Linked DNA regions of Zea mays: regions 1 and 2 are each linked to region 3. Evidence: chromatin contacts called from public Hi-C data. All regions are on one chromosome and are shown on one strand. The core of a region is the stretch at or near the end of the contact, and the rest is flanking DNA. Distances in the headings are between cores, read along the strand shown.

Region 1 (2,883 bases), core at 204-2,703, 330 kb before region 3:
TCGCATCATTCAAAAAGGGAAAATAAGAGAAATTGTTCCTTCATCCGCAAATGTGGTTGACCTACGAAGCTAAATGAGTTTTTGTCAAGGGATTATGAAATAAAAGCAAGGCAAAATAAAAGATATTGCATCTCTAGCATTTGCTCTTAAACGGTACGGTATTCCTTATGCAAGACCTGCGGCAAGACCTTCGGGTCTAATACTGTCACTTCGGCAACAATATTCCTTATGCAAGACCTTTGACAAAAGGGATTTTCTTTATGAAGCATGAAAAAAGGAATGTGTTTTTCGCCTTTAGCTCAAAAACAGTATGCACGACATTTTCATGCTACACAAAGAAATATATTACATAATAAATCACAGGATGATTGTGACCAATTTTATTAGCATGGATAGCTAGAACAACAAACAATGACAGGACTCCACGGTAGCGACCGTAGGCTATGATAGCAAGCGTTCGTGAGACATAATAGATGATATGCTCGACAAGTAGTATCCCTTTCATCCCTAACATAAACTCATGACTTAGAATTACTATCCCTAACATAAACTCATGACTTAGAATTACTATGGTTGATAATACTTCATCTACATAGACACCTCACCTAGGCAAAATAGGGATCAAGATCACGATAGAAATCATGATCAAGGTAATGATTGTAGCTGTAAATTCAGGTCGGGCTTCATCTGCATATGCATGGGCCTCATTGTCGCGTCACAAGGTCTGCTAGTCGACAGAGTGCGCCATTGTTGATGTCCTCGTGGGCTTTCAAGTCTGCCATCCACGACGGCGACGACGTCATCTTCATCTCCTTCGGTCAGGACACGCCCCTAGCCGTCGACACCAAGTCCCTCTTCCATGAGCCCATCATGCTCGACTCCCTCCACACCGCCATCCATGACGTCTCTTGTCGTATGCTTCGTCGGCAACTTTGGCCTCTACGACGACACCGTCGTCAATGCTGCGCCATAGGTCACCACCGTCGACGGGGACTTCCCCAACGTTCTCACCCTCGGCAACAATGTGCACTTCAGGGGGACGAGCCTGAAGTCCACCACGCTGCACTCCAACGCGCTCTACTCGATGGTTGACGCTGCGGGCGCCACCTCCAACTCATATGATGTTGTCAGCTGCAGGTTCGGCACCCTCGACCCTGTGAGAGGCGTAATTGATGAGGGAGGAATGATCTAAAGAAGCTAAACCGTTGGATTTGAGTGAGTAAAAGAAAGCAGAGATTTAGACGAATATCGTCCCTTGGTTTCAAAGTTGGGATGATTTTGGGTGTATTTGTTTCGGTGACTGTTGCAAAGTTTGAAGTGGTATTTTATATAGAGGTATAATAAGGGTATAAATATAGACTAAACAAGATGAAAAATGATGAATAGTAATTATGTCTTTAGATCCCTTTAAAACATGAATTTACAGAATCAATTATTTTTGCCGTTTCCCACCCTCCCTCCTCGAGATGAGCAGTGAGCAGCACTAGCAGCAATTCCATCTGAGCGGGCCTTATCGCTTCATCATCCCCTCTGACACCGCCAAATGGCGTCCGTGCCTTCCGTTGCCGTCCCCGTCGCCGCCTCGGGCTTCCCGGCTGCCGGCGGGGCTGACTCCCGGAGGCCGCCACCGAGCTCCGTCTCCGCCGCCGATAAGGTATCCGCACCCCTGCTCTTCTCTTGGTCCCTTGTCCTCGCTTCAAACCCAATTCAAGAACGCTCTCTGCTTCGTTCGGCCGTATTTGCACTTGCAGAACAGTCGGTTGCTAGGACTGCGGGCGGGGTATCCATGGGCTCACCCATTTTCTACACCTTTGCAGAACAATTGGAATGGCAGGAGCATCCAAGCAGCGCAGAATGGCAGCACCATGGAAGCGCCGCTGCGGCCTCTCGACGTCGGCGAAGCAATGGCCATGCTCAGGGAGGGGAAGACGGTGCAGTCGGCGATGTACGTGCCACTGCTGCACGTGTGCGTCGAGACCGGCAGCCTCGGCGGCGCCAGGGCCTTGCACGGGCACATGGTCAAGACGGGGACCAGCGCGGACATGTTCGTCGCCACATCTCTCGTCAATGCTTACATGCGGTGCGGGGCGAGCCAGGACGCGCGTAGCCTCTTCGACCAAATGCCTGAGAAGAATGTCGTGACGTGGACCGCGCTCATCACAGGCTACACTGTAAACTCTCAACTGTTGGAGGCACTCGAGGTGTTCGTCGAGATGCTGGAGGCCGGGAGGTACCCCTCACATTACACGCTGGGTGCCATGTTGAATGCGTGCTCTGCTTCCAACAACGCTGACCTTGGCAGCCAGGTTCATGGATACACGATTAAGTATCGTGCTCTCTCCATAACGAGCATAGGGAACTCGCTCTGTCGAATGTATGCCAAGTCTGGGAGCTTGGAATCTGCCATGAGGGCCTTCCGGATGGTCCCTGATAAGAATGTCATCACATGGACGACAATGATATCTGCCTGTGCTGAAGACGAGAACTACACGGAGCTTGGACTGACTCTGTTCCTTGATATGCTTATGGATGGAGTACTTCCCAATGAGTTTACCTTGACGAGTGTCATGAGCTTGTGTGGTACAAGGCTAGATCTTAACCTAGGCAAGCAAGTCCAAGCCTTCTGCTTCAAAATTGGGTGCCAAACAAACATTCCAGTAAAGAACTCGACGATGTACCTCTATTTGAGAAAGGGTGAAACCGATGAGGCCATGCGGTTTTTTGAAGAGATGGATGATGTCAGTATCATCACGTGGAACGCCATGATCTCGGGCTACGCTCAGATCATGGAGACCGCTAAGGATGATCTTCATGCTCGTTCCAGAGGTTTCCAGGCACTAAAGGTTTTCCGCAACCTCAAGAGGTCTGCAATGAAGCCTGATT
Region 2 (2,892 bases), core at 98-2,597, 300 kb after region 3:
ACTCCAAAAAATTGTACTGTAGCTCCAAAAACTCCATAGAGTTTACAACTCTGGAGTTAGAGTGTTTGGCATACTCTGGTCAGCTCCTCCTTGGAGTTTTGCTCTGGAGCCATGCCAAACAGGCCCTAAGTCTAGAAACATACCTTGTTATATGATTTGCACTTCTTATTTGTTTAGCACATAACAACTCACTCACTATGTGTTGAACACTTAATCACCAAAACATTATAGAAATGGTATAAGGACACATTTTCCTTTCAGCGGGTCAAAGCGGGCTCCAGCTGGCTCTAGCGATCTAGCTTCCTCCGATGAGCCACCCCCTTAGCCTCCCCTCGATGAGTCCTCCTCTTGTGCTGCTATCGCTTCTGGTCCGATGGACCGCGGCGGTCGACGTAGGGATCACGGAAGGAGGCCTAGTCCTTTGTTGCGCCTAGCTTGAGGTATTGCTGGGTTGTTCGCTATTTATCGCAGCCACGTCGTTGACACTGCATAGCAGCGTCGCAAGGCTCAAAAGCATAATGACAACTTGAGGTAGTTTGCAGCACACATGGGTTTAAACATGCCTCCTCGCTAATACAATACTCTAGTGCCTAACTATCCAGCTGATCTGAATGAATGGCATCAGCAGGAGTACGGTGTTCATTTCATTACTCCTGAAGATGAAAATGAAGTCTAGAAAAATATATTTTAGGGGGTGTTTGGTTAGAGGGACTAAAGATTAGTCTCTAGTTTTTAGTCCCATTTAGTCTCTTTTTTGCCAAACACTAGGACTAAAATATATACTAAAATGATTTAGTTTTTAGTCTTTCACATAGGTGCTAAAAGAGACTAAAAGCTCATAATTATCATGTTGCCCTTACTTTTTTTATGGATAACTAATATTATGAGTATATTCTAAGGACATTTAAGTCTTTGGACATTGTATTTAATGACTTTAGAATCTGTTTAGTGCCTAGAACCTAGAACCAAACATGTAGGAACTAAAGTTTAGGCCTAGGATTAATTGAAACCAAACATGGCCTTAGGACCGGGAGTACTATTTAAACCAAATGCTCAACTTTATTGTGTAATGTCGTCTTGCATTTAAACATATTCTCACGCTAGTTTGCTATTCACGCCCTTCTCTTTTCATTTTCGAACCGTTTCTGGCTCCGGCCTGACGGGCTTGCCGGTTCCTTTCTATTTTCCTAAAAAAAAAAGGAAATGGTAGAGGTACTTTCTGTCGGTTTTCCGTTCGTTTTGGTCCTGACAGTTCGCTTCCTTCGCAACGACTCCATCGCAAGCTGCTTCAGTATTTAACACCCACTCACCAGATGGCGCGCGGTGCACTTGTGCCCTTTTGCGCAGCGGAGTCTTTGGACTCGGTAATCCCGGCCCTGTCCTCCCCCGACCAAACACAGTCCCTGGATCCATGGGTGTCGAGGAGGAGCGCGACGGCGAGGAGCAACGCCGCCCCCTCCTCTCCTCCACCCCGCCAGGTAGATTCCGCTCCATTCGCCGCCACCGTCGTCAACACCGACGCGGGCGTTCAAATCATCTGCTCCCGATCCCATCCCGTCATCAGCTCATCTGTGGGACCTCATTTCTGCAGCCGCGGCGGACCCGCAGCAGCAACAGTACCAGTTCCTGGGCCGGAGCACCTCTTCAGTGCTGCGCGGCGGTGGCGGGGGCTGGGAAGGGCCTGAGGTGAGCGCCGACGAGGTCAGGTCCGCCGCTGGCTTCCACACGTTCCAGGGCCCACCTCCCAACGGCGACAACGCCTATGCTTACCCGCCGTCCATTCATAGCGCCATGCTCTCCCCGTCCCCATCTCATGCCCCACCGTCTCCCCATCCAAATGGTAATTTGCCGCCGTCGGTGCTCTGCTTCTCCCCCACCGGCCTCCACATAATCGTCCTTTTTCCCTTCCGATTTTTCACCAACTGAAGGAGTTGTTGTCTTGTTGAAACTGCTGGTGCTGGGTTGTGGGTTGCATCTGCAGAAGGGTTGGCGATTGTTCCTCAAGGGCCATATCCGTATGGTGGCAGTTACCAACCTTCTGAGAGCGTCGGGAGGTGAGTTTTTTTTTTCAGTCGAAATGCTAGTTCGTCATATGCTGTTTCTGCCTTTTAGTTGAAATATGTTCGTAGCTCAGAAGTGCCAAACTAAGCTATCATTGAGGATGCTTAACTTTTTCTCATTTTTCATAATGAGTATGATCACTCAACATATCAGTAATCCTATTATCCTTCAATTCATTTTTTGATGGTAGATGTCTGATGTAACTGGATTATCCATGAGCTCTGCAAATATGCCATTTTGTAAAATGATGATAAATGAGACATCATGTATGCTATTAGTATTGGCTGCAATGAAGACTTAAGTAGATAATCCTCTAGTAACAATGGAGGACACTTAACTCCTTCACTTGAAACATAGTACTACCTCCGTTCTCGAATATTGGTCGCCCGCTAGTTCATTTTTTAACTAAACCGCGACAAATAAAAAAGAACGGAAGGAGTACCTATTTTACATTTAACTCATTCCACCTAAAATAGCAATAGCAACCACCATTCGATTTTGATTAGATGCACCAGATCACTTGATTGCATGATTGATTGCACAAAATATTCTCTTTTAAGATAAACCGTAAGTGTATGATCTTTGATGAGCTACAAACTTCCATAGAGATGGAATATTCCTTGATTATCTAAATTTTATATGAAAATCATTTTTTTCATTCACAACTGCTTAGAGGACTCAGGAAAAGGTCTCTGACCGCACCTCAGTACACCTGTGAATTCCATAATGATTAGAAATCATGAAACATTTGAAACACTAGTAGTTCAGATGTTCTAGTTTTACGTCTCCTGTTAACATTCAGATAACCCATAAGTAACAAGCTAACACATT
Region 3 (2,760 bases), core at 114-2,613:
TGATCATAATACATTAGTGGTGTTAACGATGCTTGATATATTGATAATAGGGTTTCAATTGATATCTTTATGGTGTATCTTGATAGATTGATTTATATTGTATTGAATTGGTGTAATGTCGTTTAAATTGGTGTCATTATGGTGTTTAATGATTAATTGGTATTTTAAGGATTCCATGTTGTAATGAGTGCATATGTGTGTCATGAGCATCACAGTTTGATTTATGGCACTATGCACCCCCAGATGCTAAGAACAGAAATGCTTCGCACTTTAGCCTAAGTATGTGCAAATTGGTATTTAAGACCAAAGTTGAGATTTTCGAGAAAGCACATATTTAGGGGGGCATTCTATAGCTTATGATTCAAAATTGTGCTTTAATTTATATCTTTTGTAAGTTTTAATTGTGTTGCCATCAATCACCAAAAAAGGGGAGATTGAAAGGCCCCTTATGATTTTGGTGTTTCGGATGACAACACAATTAAAGATCTAACCTCCGTTAGTTGATTTTTGTCAGTCGAAATTAGCTATTTTTTATTTGCTATCTAATAACAACCGACTAAAATTAGCTAATCTCCGTTAGTTGCTTCGTGGTCGATATAAATTATTCGAATTTTATAGGTTAACCTAAAAGTCGACGAAAATTATTTTGGTCCACAGAAGTTTTTCATTTTCCTGTTGCGCCAGGGGAATTGTACCCTAACCCGTAATGCCACCCTACCAGGCGACCATGGCACTTCTTTGACGATTGAGAATGTCCATTTCAATCTAGAAACTATAAAAGTAGTCACGCTGACACGCTCTGATCTAGATATTTCAAAAGATGCATATTGGACCATGTGCCGCCTGATTTTTCCAACAATGGCCGGCACTTTCCACATCAATCTGCCTTGTGTTCTTCCTCGTGTTTTCTCTGCCATATACAGTTAATTAGTTAGTGGATTAGCTAGTGCTTCTATTTCCTCTCTCACTGTCTTTGCTTGCCACTCAGCCTACTTTCCACTTCAAAGGCATACCATGTACCTATCCTTGCTTCTTAATTTGACATTCTCCACACACAGTAGCTGGTCTGCTCCCAGCACTGCTTGTTGCTGTCAATGGAAAAAAAAAACTTAGTATAGGTATTACCAGGACACGTGAACACTACTGTGTGTCCGCTTGCACTTTGAGTGAAGCCTTGGACTGATGGTGACCGAGGAGTATAACATGAGACTCAAATACTGGAGTGATGGTTGCAGTATGGAATGCCGTGGCTGCTTTATTCATATGATGGGCTATATTTTACGTCAAATTAAAATGAGTCAAATTAGTTCGGTCGGTGATATAGACGCAGGAAACCCCATCGTCTATTTCAGCCCAGTACTATCCTGATGGACCGAATCGATCCAACAAAGATGAGGCCCACTAAATCGAGGCACGCCATTAAACATAGTGGACAAGAAACCTAACATAAAGGATTCAGACGTCGGCTCCTACCAAGACATGTTATATTAGCTGTTACACTTCTATTAACAAATTAGCTAACATATCTTGTAAAGTGATCAAATCATGTAACTCTACCTTCGAACTATACTAGCAAAGTGTGTGTACGTTGTTAAGATTTTCATTTTTGCTTAAGTATATAATATAAAACACAAAGACATGTGTAACCTGTTGGCTAGGTGGGGTGTAAATGTGGGTTTAGAGCCAACAACCATGGTTTAAATCCTCCTCATTTGTATATAATTTTAGCATTTTTACTATTTAAATATGAAGGAGCACAATGATGATAGAAACCGGGAAACCTTGTGCTCCAATATGAAGGAGCCAACAACCATGGTTTAAATATGAAGGAGCACAATGATTTCTACAGGCGGTTTTCATGTAGAAATCTATGATTTCTAGTGACGGTTTTCTTAAGAAACCGCCACTAAAAATAGCACAGACGGTTGATAACCGAATCCGCCTATAAAAATATACCACACCGCAGGCTTTGAGTCTTTTTCTACTAGTGATACCAACTCTCAAAAGTATTTATTTCGGCAATAAGGATCAACATATTATGTACAAGGAATAAGAAGAATAGCATATAAGACATAGGGTGTATACATGTTCTGGTATATGGTACCCTATCCTACATCTAGTTTAGAGTAGATTTTCCCTTGTATGCTTGACTTTGGCCCTGTTTGGATCCTTCAAGCCCGGCTAGAGCTAGAGCTAGTTTCTAGCTCTAACTCTAGCCCAAACTAGCTCTAGCCCTCTACGTGTTTGGATCCAAGGGCTAGTTTACAATAAATGCTATTTTATAATCATTTGTCTCATTTAAATCTTTCCTTATCCGGATTTAGTGTGGCAAACTCTTGTGTGGCTTCTCCCACACACAAATAACACAAATAAATTTATTTTCACAAATCAAACATCCAAATCACAATAAGTTTAATTTCTGCATACAAATGCGATGTCCCATATGAACATACAAGTCCTTAATTAATATTAAAAAAATTACACTCCATGAAACAAAGCATGAGCTAAGTCATCACGGAAGGCATTCATGTTGACATCTTCAACAAGAGGTTCGTCTTCTGGCCATATTGATGCTGCAGAACTAGGCATTGGGTTATAATTTTCATCGGCATCACATGCTTCGAATTCTCGATCCGCAATTCTACTCTCTCGAATAAAATTGTGAAGAGCCATACATGCAACAATAATTCTAGTTTGCTTGTCCTCTGAAAATCTTTGCATGTTCAACAAAATCCTAAACTTCATCTTCAACACTCCAAA

What was found. A called contact is a pair of places that touch in the nucleus more often than the background predicts.
Region 1: a contact with region 3 is called in a Hi-C map of leaf, with 5 times the contacts expected there. The contact joins the promoter of LOC103652922 here to the enhancer-like site in region 3. A contact is called at or near these places in 3 of 25 Hi-C or Micro-C datasets (ear and leaf).
Region 2: a Hi-C map of tassel shows a contact between it and region 3, with 2.6 times the contacts expected there. The contact joins the promoter of LOC100272643 here to the enhancer-like site in region 3. A contact is called at or near these places in 2 of 25 Hi-C or Micro-C datasets (ear and tassel).

Annotation. Positions count from the first base shown.
Region 1 is chr4:21,009,949-21,012,831 of Zm-B73-REFERENCE-NAM-5.0, reverse strand. LOC103652922 (putative pentatricopeptide repeat-containing protein At5g52630) reads left to right here and starts at 1,453. Exons shown (of 2, transcript XM_008679914.1): 1 at 1,453-1,654; 2 at 1,818-2,883. The coding sequence starts at 1,544.
Region 2 is chr4:20,379,504-20,382,395 of Zm-B73-REFERENCE-NAM-5.0, reverse strand. LOC100272643 reads left to right here and starts at 1,347. Exons shown (of 7, transcript NM_001147102.1): 1 at 1,347-1,478; 2 at 1,592-1,840; 3 at 1,982-2,054. The coding sequence starts at 1,412.
Region 3 is chr4:20,678,789-20,681,548 of Zm-B73-REFERENCE-NAM-5.0, reverse strand. No RefSeq gene overlaps it. Among protein-coding and RNA genes, the nearest start is that of LOC100217198, 76 kb to the right of the region's middle. Within about 2 kb of position 1,363, at least 15 of the 20 cell types and tissues checked have an H3K27ac peak or open chromatin away from gene starts, as enhancers often do. A contact at or near this core is called in ear, leaf and tassel, where this site is marked.